Regions from separate parts of the Oryctolagus cuniculus genome. Here region 2 is linked to region 1. A link is a contact called in public Micro-C data. All regions are on one chromosome and are shown on one strand. Each heading gives the region's core, a stretch centred on a gene start, on an enhancer-like site or on the middle of the called end of the contact. The rest is flanking DNA. Distances are from core to core; before and after follow the strand shown.

Evidence for each region. A called contact is a pair of places that touch in the nucleus more often than the background predicts.
Region 2: a contact with region 1 is called in a Micro-C map of ear pinna, with 4 times the contacts expected there. The contact joins the enhancer-like site here to the promoter of NPC1 in region 1. A contact is called at or near these places in 5 of 6 Hi-C or Micro-C datasets (ear pinna, embryonic fibroblasts, psoas muscle and 2 more).

Annotation. Positions count from the first base shown.
Region 1 is chr10:54,191,538-54,196,237 of mOryCun1.1, reverse strand. NPC1 (NPC intracellular cholesterol transporter 1) reads right to left here and starts at 2,351. Exons shown (of 25, transcript NM_001082071.1): 1 at 2,148-2,351. The coding sequence starts at 2,231.
Region 2 is chr10:54,245,015-54,249,714 of mOryCun1.1, reverse strand. It overlaps RMC1 (regulator of MON1-CCZ1), which reads left to right. Exons shown (of 20, transcript XM_051851338.2): 11 at 238-282; 12 at 449-502; 13 at 1,121-1,249; 14 at 1,634-1,740; 15 at 3,250-3,366; 16 at 4,206-4,283; 17 at 4,587-4,691. Among named protein-coding and RNA genes, the nearest start is that of RMC1, 17 kb to the left of the region's middle. Within about 2 kb of position 2,069, at least 1 of the 8 cell types and tissues checked has an H3K27ac peak or open chromatin away from gene starts, as enhancers often do. A contact at or near this core is called in ear pinna, where this site is marked.

The sequences.
Region 1 (4,700 bases), core at 1,102-3,601:
GAGGAGGGCAGGGTGAGGAAAGCTCACCCAAGAGAGAGCTCATGCTGTCTTCATGCCCAGAGGGATTCTTTGTTCTGGACAACATAACAAACACTGAAGGGATACAAAGACCTATTCAGCAAGTCCCTTTCTCTCTGCCCACTCACCAAAATAAAAATCCAGTTATCCCCTTGATTGCTTATGTTGGTAAGAGATCTGATCATCCCATCAGTCCAGGGCTGGGAGAGACCAGGAGAGATGACCCTCTGGCCTCCAATCTCAGGTAGTCATTCCTCATCACTGCAGGCCAGAAGATTAACCCGTTCCTGACCTCCTCGGGAAGAGTCACGCTAATGCCGAATTCCCACTCAGTTCTCACTATGTTCCTCTTCCCTCAGGAAAAAGGCTATTAAAAATCACAGCCAAGAGGCACACGCACTATTTCTCTAAATTGCACATAATACCTGGAGGATGACAACGTTTTAAATCCAAGCAGTCTATTAATGTTATTTCAGCATCTACAAATATGAAAAGTTTAAAAAAAAGGCAAAATTTCCCCCCAAATGTATTTCCAATGGTCTGTAATCCCACGACAGAACTCGATTAGTGATTAGACTAAAACCGGATGAGCTGCTATCCTAGGTGTGCATTCCAAAAGCAGGTACCCCTCTCCCAATCCGCTTGAGGCCAAGGCTCCGACCCACCAAGCAGGAAGGAGTTAATACGGACACTAACAGGTGGAGCCTTCACTGAGGATTTCAGACCTTGAAGGGCCCCCAGGATTCTACAAGAGACTCACAACCACCCTCTGACCTATGCCAGCTGTCCTAGGAGAGGCACTCCCTGGCCATCAGCAGTGGATACTACCTTGAGGTCAAAGGATTTCAGAGAGAAGTTCGAGCTACTTAAGCCTGCTGCTTACTCCTGATCTAAACTCTGGGGAAATGAAGAGCTGTATTTTCTCAAAGGGACCTAACGGCTACCTCTTGAGCTTTTAGAGTACATTAAACCAAGTGACAAGGTCTCTTCATCTACCATGCTACTTAATGGAACCAATACTTCCAGGTTTATCTGCAACAGAAACCGAGGCTTTGAGCAAAGAGTCAAAGTCACAGAGCTAGTGAGTGGTGTAGCCCAAGGTGCCAGCCAGGCACCTGCCTTTCCTCCCAAGAAGGTGTCCTGAAGTTCATTCCCATACTAGCTGTGCGCTATCACAACACACACAGCTGAGAGCGACACCTGTAAACAAACACACATACACACACACACACCCCTCTCTCGGGTCAGAATCACCTGTCCCCTTCTGGAAACTGTACAGCAGTTTGAAAGACAGCGTGTGCAGACGCTAGTAACCTGTGCGCCCCTCTGACTCACCACCCTCACACCCACCTGAGGGGGCGGGGCTAATGGGCACGGGACTCCCGGAGGCCCACTCTTTCATCCTGACTTGCTGCAAGGGACCCTACGTCCCCAGGCATCTCCTCCCTGGCCCGCAGCGTGAGAAGAGAAAACTGCAGCCACCCACGCGGCAGCGAGGCGCGCATAGTCCAGGCTCCATTCTCCTGCGAGCTAATCGTGACAAGGGGAAACTCAACGCTTTCCCAGGGGCCAGAACGCAGTGAGGAGCAGCCAGCCAGCGCTCTCCGGACTGCCAGGCTGACCCGTGTGGAGGACCCCCGGGCTGCTCCACTGGGACGCCGGAGGAAATCTGATTCCTTTCTGTCGCTCCCCTTCCACCCCCAGCCTCAGGTCCGAAGGAGGAAACAGGGGTCGGGTCTTCTAAACGACGTATACAGAGCTGCTGTACGTGGAGAACTTCAGGATAAGGTCCTGCCTCTCACCCTGCCTCATCCCACATCTTAAATCGAGCAATCAGCTGCCGACCGCTGAGGCGAGCTCAACACAGGTCCCGCAGGAAGCCCCTCCCGGCTGCCACCCTCTCCCAGACCACCGCGCAGACAGCGTGGCCGGGGGCAGAAGCACGAGACGCCGAGCCGCCTCCGGAGGCTCTCTCCGCAGACCGACTTGCTCAGGGCCGCCGGAGCCGCTGATGCACCCGCCGCCCACCGCGACTGCCAGCCGCGTCACACGTCCCTCACAGCCCACCCCGACTGCCGGCCGCGTCACACGTCCCTCAGAGCCCACCCGGCGGCCGCGCCGAGGCTTACCTGCGCCGGGCACAGCAGCAGCAGGAGCAGGCCGAGCAACCGGCCGCGCGCGCTCACGGGGCCGCCGCGTGGGGCTGCAGACATCGCCGGGGACTCGGCTCGCCGGGCTCGGCGCTGCGGCTGTTGCTTCACTTCCCCGGGCTCAATTTCAGGAGCTGGCGCCGGACCACAGACAGAGCAGGTGCCGAAGGCGGCGGGCTGTGCGCGCAGGTCAGGAAGGAAGGCGGTGTCGCCGGCTCCTCCCCTCCTGGGGGCGGGCCTGTGTGGACGTGGCGAAGCGGGGGCCTATCCGGGACGGGGACGGGGGCGGGGCCGCCCCGGGGCCTCCCCAGGTCTGGGGCTGCCCCTCTCCTCCTCTGCGGGTTCCCTGGTCGCTGGTGTGGGGCTGGGGTGTCCCAGACCCCGGCAGCTGAACCTCTGGAAAGCGGCCTGCAAGGAGACTGCTAGAGTTGTGCAACATTTTATGGCTTTGATGTCTGCAGAGTATGTGTTTATTTCGGCCCCGATACGTACTCTCCTCCCCAGTCCAGTCACCCAAAAGGAATCTCGGCTCGGCCACAAGCTAACGGCGTTCGGGGCAGTGACGCGCAGGGCTCGGGGAGCCCGAGAGGCGGAGCGCGGAGGCGGGCGGTGTCCCTCGGCCGCCTGGTCTTTGTTTACCCCGCTGCCGTCGGCTTTCGGAAAAGCGGTGGTAGCGTGTCCCCTGGTGGCCACGCAGCGCCTGGCCGCGAACTGGGAGCGAGAAAACCCTCAAGTTTGGTGCAGAGCTGGGAACCAGAGTTCCTTTCCAATTCTAAGTGAAGGCAGGGAACACAAAGAAAAAGGAGAGGCGCGCGAACTTGCATAGTTTTAGTTTTGCACCTATTTTGTGCATTTTTGGTAACATTCGCCCTTCAATTTTCAGTTGCACCACAGTCATTTCAATTTGAAAGTTAAAATGAGAGTAAGGCTATCTTTCCCAAGAGTGAAGGCCAATTTACAATGAGAAAAGGCTGTCCGTTTGCAGCCATGAATTAGCCCAGCCGCCTACGGTGCTGTGAGGGAGGTGGCCTTCCGGGTCCTACCGTCCACAGCTCTGCCTCAGTTACTAACTTGCTTCCGCATTTCTTCAGCCCTGAGATGTCCATCCTGCTGGACCAGCCGTGAAAATACAGGGATTTCCTCTAAGGTCGACGCCAGGGCTCCCATGACGACCTCCTGGCCGCCATTTACCAAAACAGCAATAAAAAGGTCCTTTGGGGTCTGGCGTTGTGGTGTGGCTGATAAAGCTGCCGCCTGCAGTGCCGGCATCCCGTAAGGGCGCCAGTTTACTGGAGTGCCTGCTGCTCCACTTCTGATCCAGCTCCCTGCTAATGGCCTGGGAAAGCAGTGGAGGATGGCCCAAGAGCTTGGGCCCTGCACCCGCATGGGAGATCTGGATGAAGCTCTTGGTTCCTGGCTTTGGCCTGGCCCAGCTGCAGCCATCTGGGGAGAGAACCAGCCGATAGACAATTTCTCTCTCTCTCTCTCTCTCTCTCTCTGTAATTCTTTCAAATAAATAAAATAAATATTAAAAATATCTTTTAGATTTCTGATTCTCAGCCTTTTATAGTTTCAGCAATGCCCTAAAATCTAGGAAATGTTTTTAAAATAAATGACCATCTCTCCATGAGAATTTTTTGAGAGAATTAGAGGGGTTTTGAAAAATTCATGAAAAATGCAGATTATGAAGAAAACTATGGGTTTCAATATTTTTTGATCCAAATTTATCTTTTAATTTCCTTTTCCAGGAACTGTTGAAAGCAGTCACATTTGTGAATCTGTGAACTTCTAAAACACGTGGGAACCTACTGCAAGGTTTCATCTTGCTTTCTTACATTTGCCATAGGCTTTCTACCTCACTACCTTTAATAATTGTGGAGGCTTTTATTCCACGTATGTAACAGTTTTGGAACCTGGATTCCTGCAGGCCAGCCACAGAAGAGTATCTAAATGAAGTGCAGATCATTAACCAGCAAGTATTTCACAAGAGCTCACTTTCTGCACCCGCAGTCCCTGCACATGCGAGAAGCGCGTGTGTTCCCAGCTATACCCCATCTGTCCTTTTCCATAGTCTTCCTCATCCCTGAGCGTATCTGGACGCCACAAAGCCCTTCTCATGGCATTGAATCACCAACGTCCAAAAGCTGTCGAATGGTTCCTTTAGGGAGAGAGATGGGAGAGTGCACCCAAGACGAAATTCTCTGTAGCTGACAGAGGAAAGAGAGAGCTACAAGTACTCGTGTTAACAGTTTTTGATCTATTATATAATTAATTTAGTCCATCTCTCTCTCTCTCTCTCTCTCTCTCTCTCTCTCTCTTTTTTTTTTAAAGGCAGAGTTAGACAGAGAGAGGAGAGAGACAGAGAAAGGTCTTGCTTCTCTTGGTTCACCCCCCAAATGGCTGCTACTGCCGGTACGCTGTGCCGATTGAAGCCAGGAGCCAGGTGCTTCCTCCTGGTCTTCCATGCGGGTGCAGGGCCCAAGCACTTGGTCCATCCTCCACTGCCTTCCTGGGCCACAGCAGAGAGCTGGA
Region 2 (4,700 bases), core at 820-3,319, 54 kb before region 1:
TGTGTGTGTGGAGGACATCAAAGCTTAAGAACTCTGGCTCTTACAGCCATGCCGTGCTATGCTCCCCGCAACGGGGACCTTCCCAGCGATGGTTCTCGACGCCTGCCTCGTTCCTCACCGGGTGTTACCAGTGAGGCACACGCTCGCTCCTTCCTTCCTTCGCCACGCACGGCTGAGGGAGTGTCTCCCGGGCGCCTCCCCGGCTCCGGCGTTGGCCGCAGCTTTTGTCATTTGCAGGTCCCGCCGCCGTGACCAGCCAGTCTCCAGTCCCCTGTAAACTCTGTATCCTTTGCACGGCAGGGGGTGGCTGCCCCCTCTTCAGGGCGGTCTAGCCGAGCGGGCTCCGTGGGCCAAGCTGGGCTCACCACGGGGCTGGCGGGCAGGGGCCAGAGCCGGCTTCGCCTTTGCTTTCGTCTCATCCTGGTTTAGGATTTCCTATAGTCTGCAGATTCGTCGTCCTGGATCGTCTTTCAGCCCGACATCATCATCAGTGCAAGCCAAGGTGGGTCGGAGGGGATGGACTGTCATCACGTTAGACAAAGTAGACCCCAGGCGTAGCCAGCTGGCTGTGGTGGAGCCCTGTGTCCTGTGCCCGCTCGGGGGAGCAGACAGCGTGATCATGCAGATCGCTGTGTGTGAGCGCGCCCTTCCCTGCCGAGCCCCAGCCGCCTGCACAGCGGTGTGTGTGCACTCTGTAGGGACTGGCCCATGGATGAGCTCGGGAGTGCCAGCAGGCGCCTCTCGGTTCCCCTTTAGATTAAGGAGCCTTGCAGGAGAAAGTGAGTCTACCGCTGGTGCTGTATGTCAGCAGCAGTTTCTACTTGCAAAGGGGGTTGGGGGCGGGGAGGGTAGCGTTTGGAATCAAGGACTTCCTGCCCCCCACGTTCAGGGAGCCTCCGAGCGCACAGGTCACGTGGAAGGGATCGGCCGAGTGTGCAGATTTCACAGCGGAGCTGGTAATCCTCCCGTCGTCACACACGTTCCTGAATGTGCTGGCTCTGCCTGGGTTAGGAACAAACCATGAACCGTGCTGTGCAGGGTTTTCCTCCCCATGCAGGGGAGGCACGTTTGGGCCTTTGCTCTGGGATGCATCACACTAACTGCCGCCCCTGAACCCCAGGTTACCTGTGGAACCTCCAAGTGAAACTGCAGCCCATAGTGAATCTGCTGCCCGACAAGGGGAGGCTCATGGACTTCCTGCTGCAGAGGAAGGAGTGCAAGGCGGTCATCCTGTCCGTCTGCTCGCAGAGTGAGTGCCAGAAGCCCGCGCCCGGCGCCAGCCGTGCCGCTGTCACGCCCTCTCCACGAGTCGATCTCTTTGAAAGAGCACACCTCGTTGTTAGGAACTTGATAGGCTCGTTCTGTACTTGAGGAATGGGCTGTGTAACCCCGTGGAAAGGCTGCTGTCCCCAGCCATGCCTGCGGAGGCTCTGGTCGCAGCTGGGTGGTCCCAGGGGCCGTGCACTGGAGCACAGGCGTGGGGCATGGGCGTGGCAGGCACACGGGCATCCCGGCAGCTGTCTGTGTGTGCGCATCGGGCCCCTTCTGGGCACTGGGCAGCGTGTTGGGAGTGTTGGAATCCAAGGGCGAGCGGAAGGCGGGCAGGCTGACGTGTGCCTCGTGTCCTCCACAGTGCTGGGCGAGGCAGACAGAGCCGCGCTGCCCGTGATAGCCACCGTCTTTGATAAGCTCAACCATGAGTATAAGAAGTACTTGGATGCTGAGCAGTGTCACATGATGGTAAGTGGGTCATGAGGCTGGGCTGCGGGAGGGGGCGGGGGCGGGGGCGGGGATGGAGGTGGGGTGAGACGAGCAGCGGCCTGCCCGGCGTCATCTCGCTGAGCTCTCGCTGAGCGTCTTCCCCGGTTTTGTCTTTCGAAATCTGTTTGATCCTTGGTCTCCCTCTGTTCTGTAGACAAGAAAGCCAGTCCCAGCTGTGCGTTCTTTCATGCGTCTTTCTGCCAGGCTAGCCTGGGTTAGTAAGTGAGAAGCAGGATGTCGGTTCACCACCATCCTTTCCCTCAAGGGAACGCTGGGTACGAGGAGCAGACTCGCCCTCGGCTGCTGTCGGTCTGTCAGTCGACAGCGCTGGTGGGGTTCGGCACTGGGCGGCGGGCAAGGGCTGGAGACGTGTGTCTGCTCCTTGCACCAGATCGCGCCCGCTGTTCAGACGTCCTGTCTTCTGAGGGCAGAAAAGTCGGGGACAAGCGGAAGCAGTTATTTCACTTCAAGGTCTAATTTAGTTCGAAGGCTAAAAATGGAAGTGGTCTTAAAAACACAAGCTCCAGACTCCACTCCTGGAGCAGAAGCAGGCCGGGTTGCCTGGGGCACGTGTGGTCACCGTCCAGGGCCGACTGAGCCCTCCCAGTCCCTGCTGTTGGCCCTGCTGCTGGCCGGTGGGCAACCGTGCACCTGACCCCACACAGCAGTGTGCCCCCTACATTGGCCATTGGACTTTCTTTATTTGAATGAGTTATGGAACGAGAAGGAGAGACACAAGTCTTTCATCCACTTGTTCACTCCCCAAAAGGCCTCACTGGCTGGGGCTGGGCCAGCCCAGAGCCAAGACCAGGAGCTTCTTCCTGGGTGCAGTGACCCAAGCATTGGGCCATCATCCACTGCTTTCCCAGGCACATTAGCAGGGAGCTTGATCAGAAATGGAACAGCCAGTATTAGAATCAGCGCCCACATGGGATGCTTTACCACTAAGGCCCCGGCCCTTGGGCTTCATAAGCCCTCACTACCCACAGCATGTAGGTACAGTGACCAGGAGCCCTTAGAAATATGGGTTCTCAGGCTGCACCCCATAGCTACTACAGAGGCCCCCCCAACCTAGAGTGCCTGGGAATGATAGGTGAGCGTCAAGGACTTCTCGCAGAGCTCCCTACCTGTACCATCGAAAAGCCCAGACAGACGCATGCTAAGCCAGGCTCATTTATCGGGTTCAGGGCTTCAGGGAACGTCAGCACAACACTGTGTTTTTTTGGGCAACAGATGCCACGTGGTCTGCGTTAGAAAACCAGGCAGGGAACTGAAGAATGTGAGGAGGCTGAGAGGGAGATGGGTGACTTTTGCCTGCCTTGTCCATTCTCGCACCCTGGAGCATACGACTTGTGAGCGCTTCGCCGGCCAGCACAGGGAAGGGTCCTAGGGAAACCAGTGGCTTCTCCGTGGCAGGCTAATACACAGGAGTGCAGTCTGTCTGGGGTAGCCGTGAATGGCACTGTTCCCCTGTGACCTGTGTTTCAGGCTGTAGAAGCAGGGCAGAGCCGCAACCCACTTCTCAAGAGGCCTGTGCGGACCCAGGCCGTGGTGGACCAGTCGGACGTGTACACCCACGTGCTGTCACCATTCACCGAAAACAAGGTGGGCAGCAGCTTCCTGGTCTCCTTGGCACAGTTTTTTTTTTTTTTTTTAATATTTATTTATTATTTGAAGGTCAGAGTTACATAGAGAAGGAGAGGCAGAGAGGTCTACTATTCTCTGGTTCACTCCCCAATTGGCCGCACCAGCCAGGAGCCTCCTCAAGGTCTCCCACACGGGTGCAGGAGCCCAAGGACTGGGGCCATCTTCTACTGCTTTCCTAGGCTATCGCAGAGAGCTGGATCGGAAGTGGCGCAGCCGGGACTTAAACTAGTGCCCATGTGGGATGCCAGCACTGCAGGCAGTGGCTTTACCTGCTACACCAGAGCCCTGGCCTCGGTTTTCAGAATAGGGAGCTGAAGCCAATCAGAACTCCTAATATCGTGAGAACTGGAGTTCCCTCGAGCGAGGACCTAGCACTGCTAGCTTGGCATTTTTTTAAAAAAGACTTATTTCATTGGCTCACTCTTCAAATGGTCACAGAGGCTGGGGCTGAGCCAGGAGTCAGGAGCTGCATCCAGGTCTCTCACATGGGTGGCAGGGGCCCAAGTACTCAGGGCATCTTCCACTGCCACCCCAGGCACACAGCAGAGAGCTGGATTGGAAAGAGAGTGCTTGGGATTCCAGCTGGTGCTGCGGTGGGATGCCAGTCACAGCTTAACCCGCTGCACCACAAGGCCAGCCCTGGGAGACTGGCTTGTAGTTCTCAGGCCTGAAGCTTCATCACTGAGAGGGTGGTTCTGGGGATCCCGGTGTGGGCCCAAGTTGGGGTGGAGGGTAGGAGGCGTGAACGTGGAGCTCTTGCAACCCGGGTATTCACAAACCCCCTCTTTCCCCTTTAGGAGATGCCGCATAAGTTTGTGATAGCCGTGCTGATGGAGTACATCCGCTCCCTCAACCAGTTCCAGATAGCAGTCCAGGTACCTTCAAGTGGGCACGTGCTGTCTCTGGTCAGAGCGGGGTCTGTTCTGTTAATAAAAGCACTGCCAACATCTTCGCTTAGGAAGTCGCCCGGCACGTGCTAACGGGCAGGTCTGCATATCTGACTTGGGATGGGATTTTGAGGGACTCCCCTAGCCTTCCCACCTTGTTGGTCGCCGCACCTGCAATGAGAAAGTATCACGAACCCCGCGGCTCAGAGTAGCCGCAGCGCTCAGCCGGCCCTGGGTGTGCTGCGGCCGGGCCCCGTGACGACCGTGTCCTGGCTCCCGCTCTGCCCGCAGCATTACCTGCACGAGCTTGTCATCAAGACGCTGGTCCAGCACAACCTCTTCTACATGCTGCACCAGTTCCTGCAGTACCACGTGCTCAGCGACTCCAAGCCCCTGGTAGGTAGC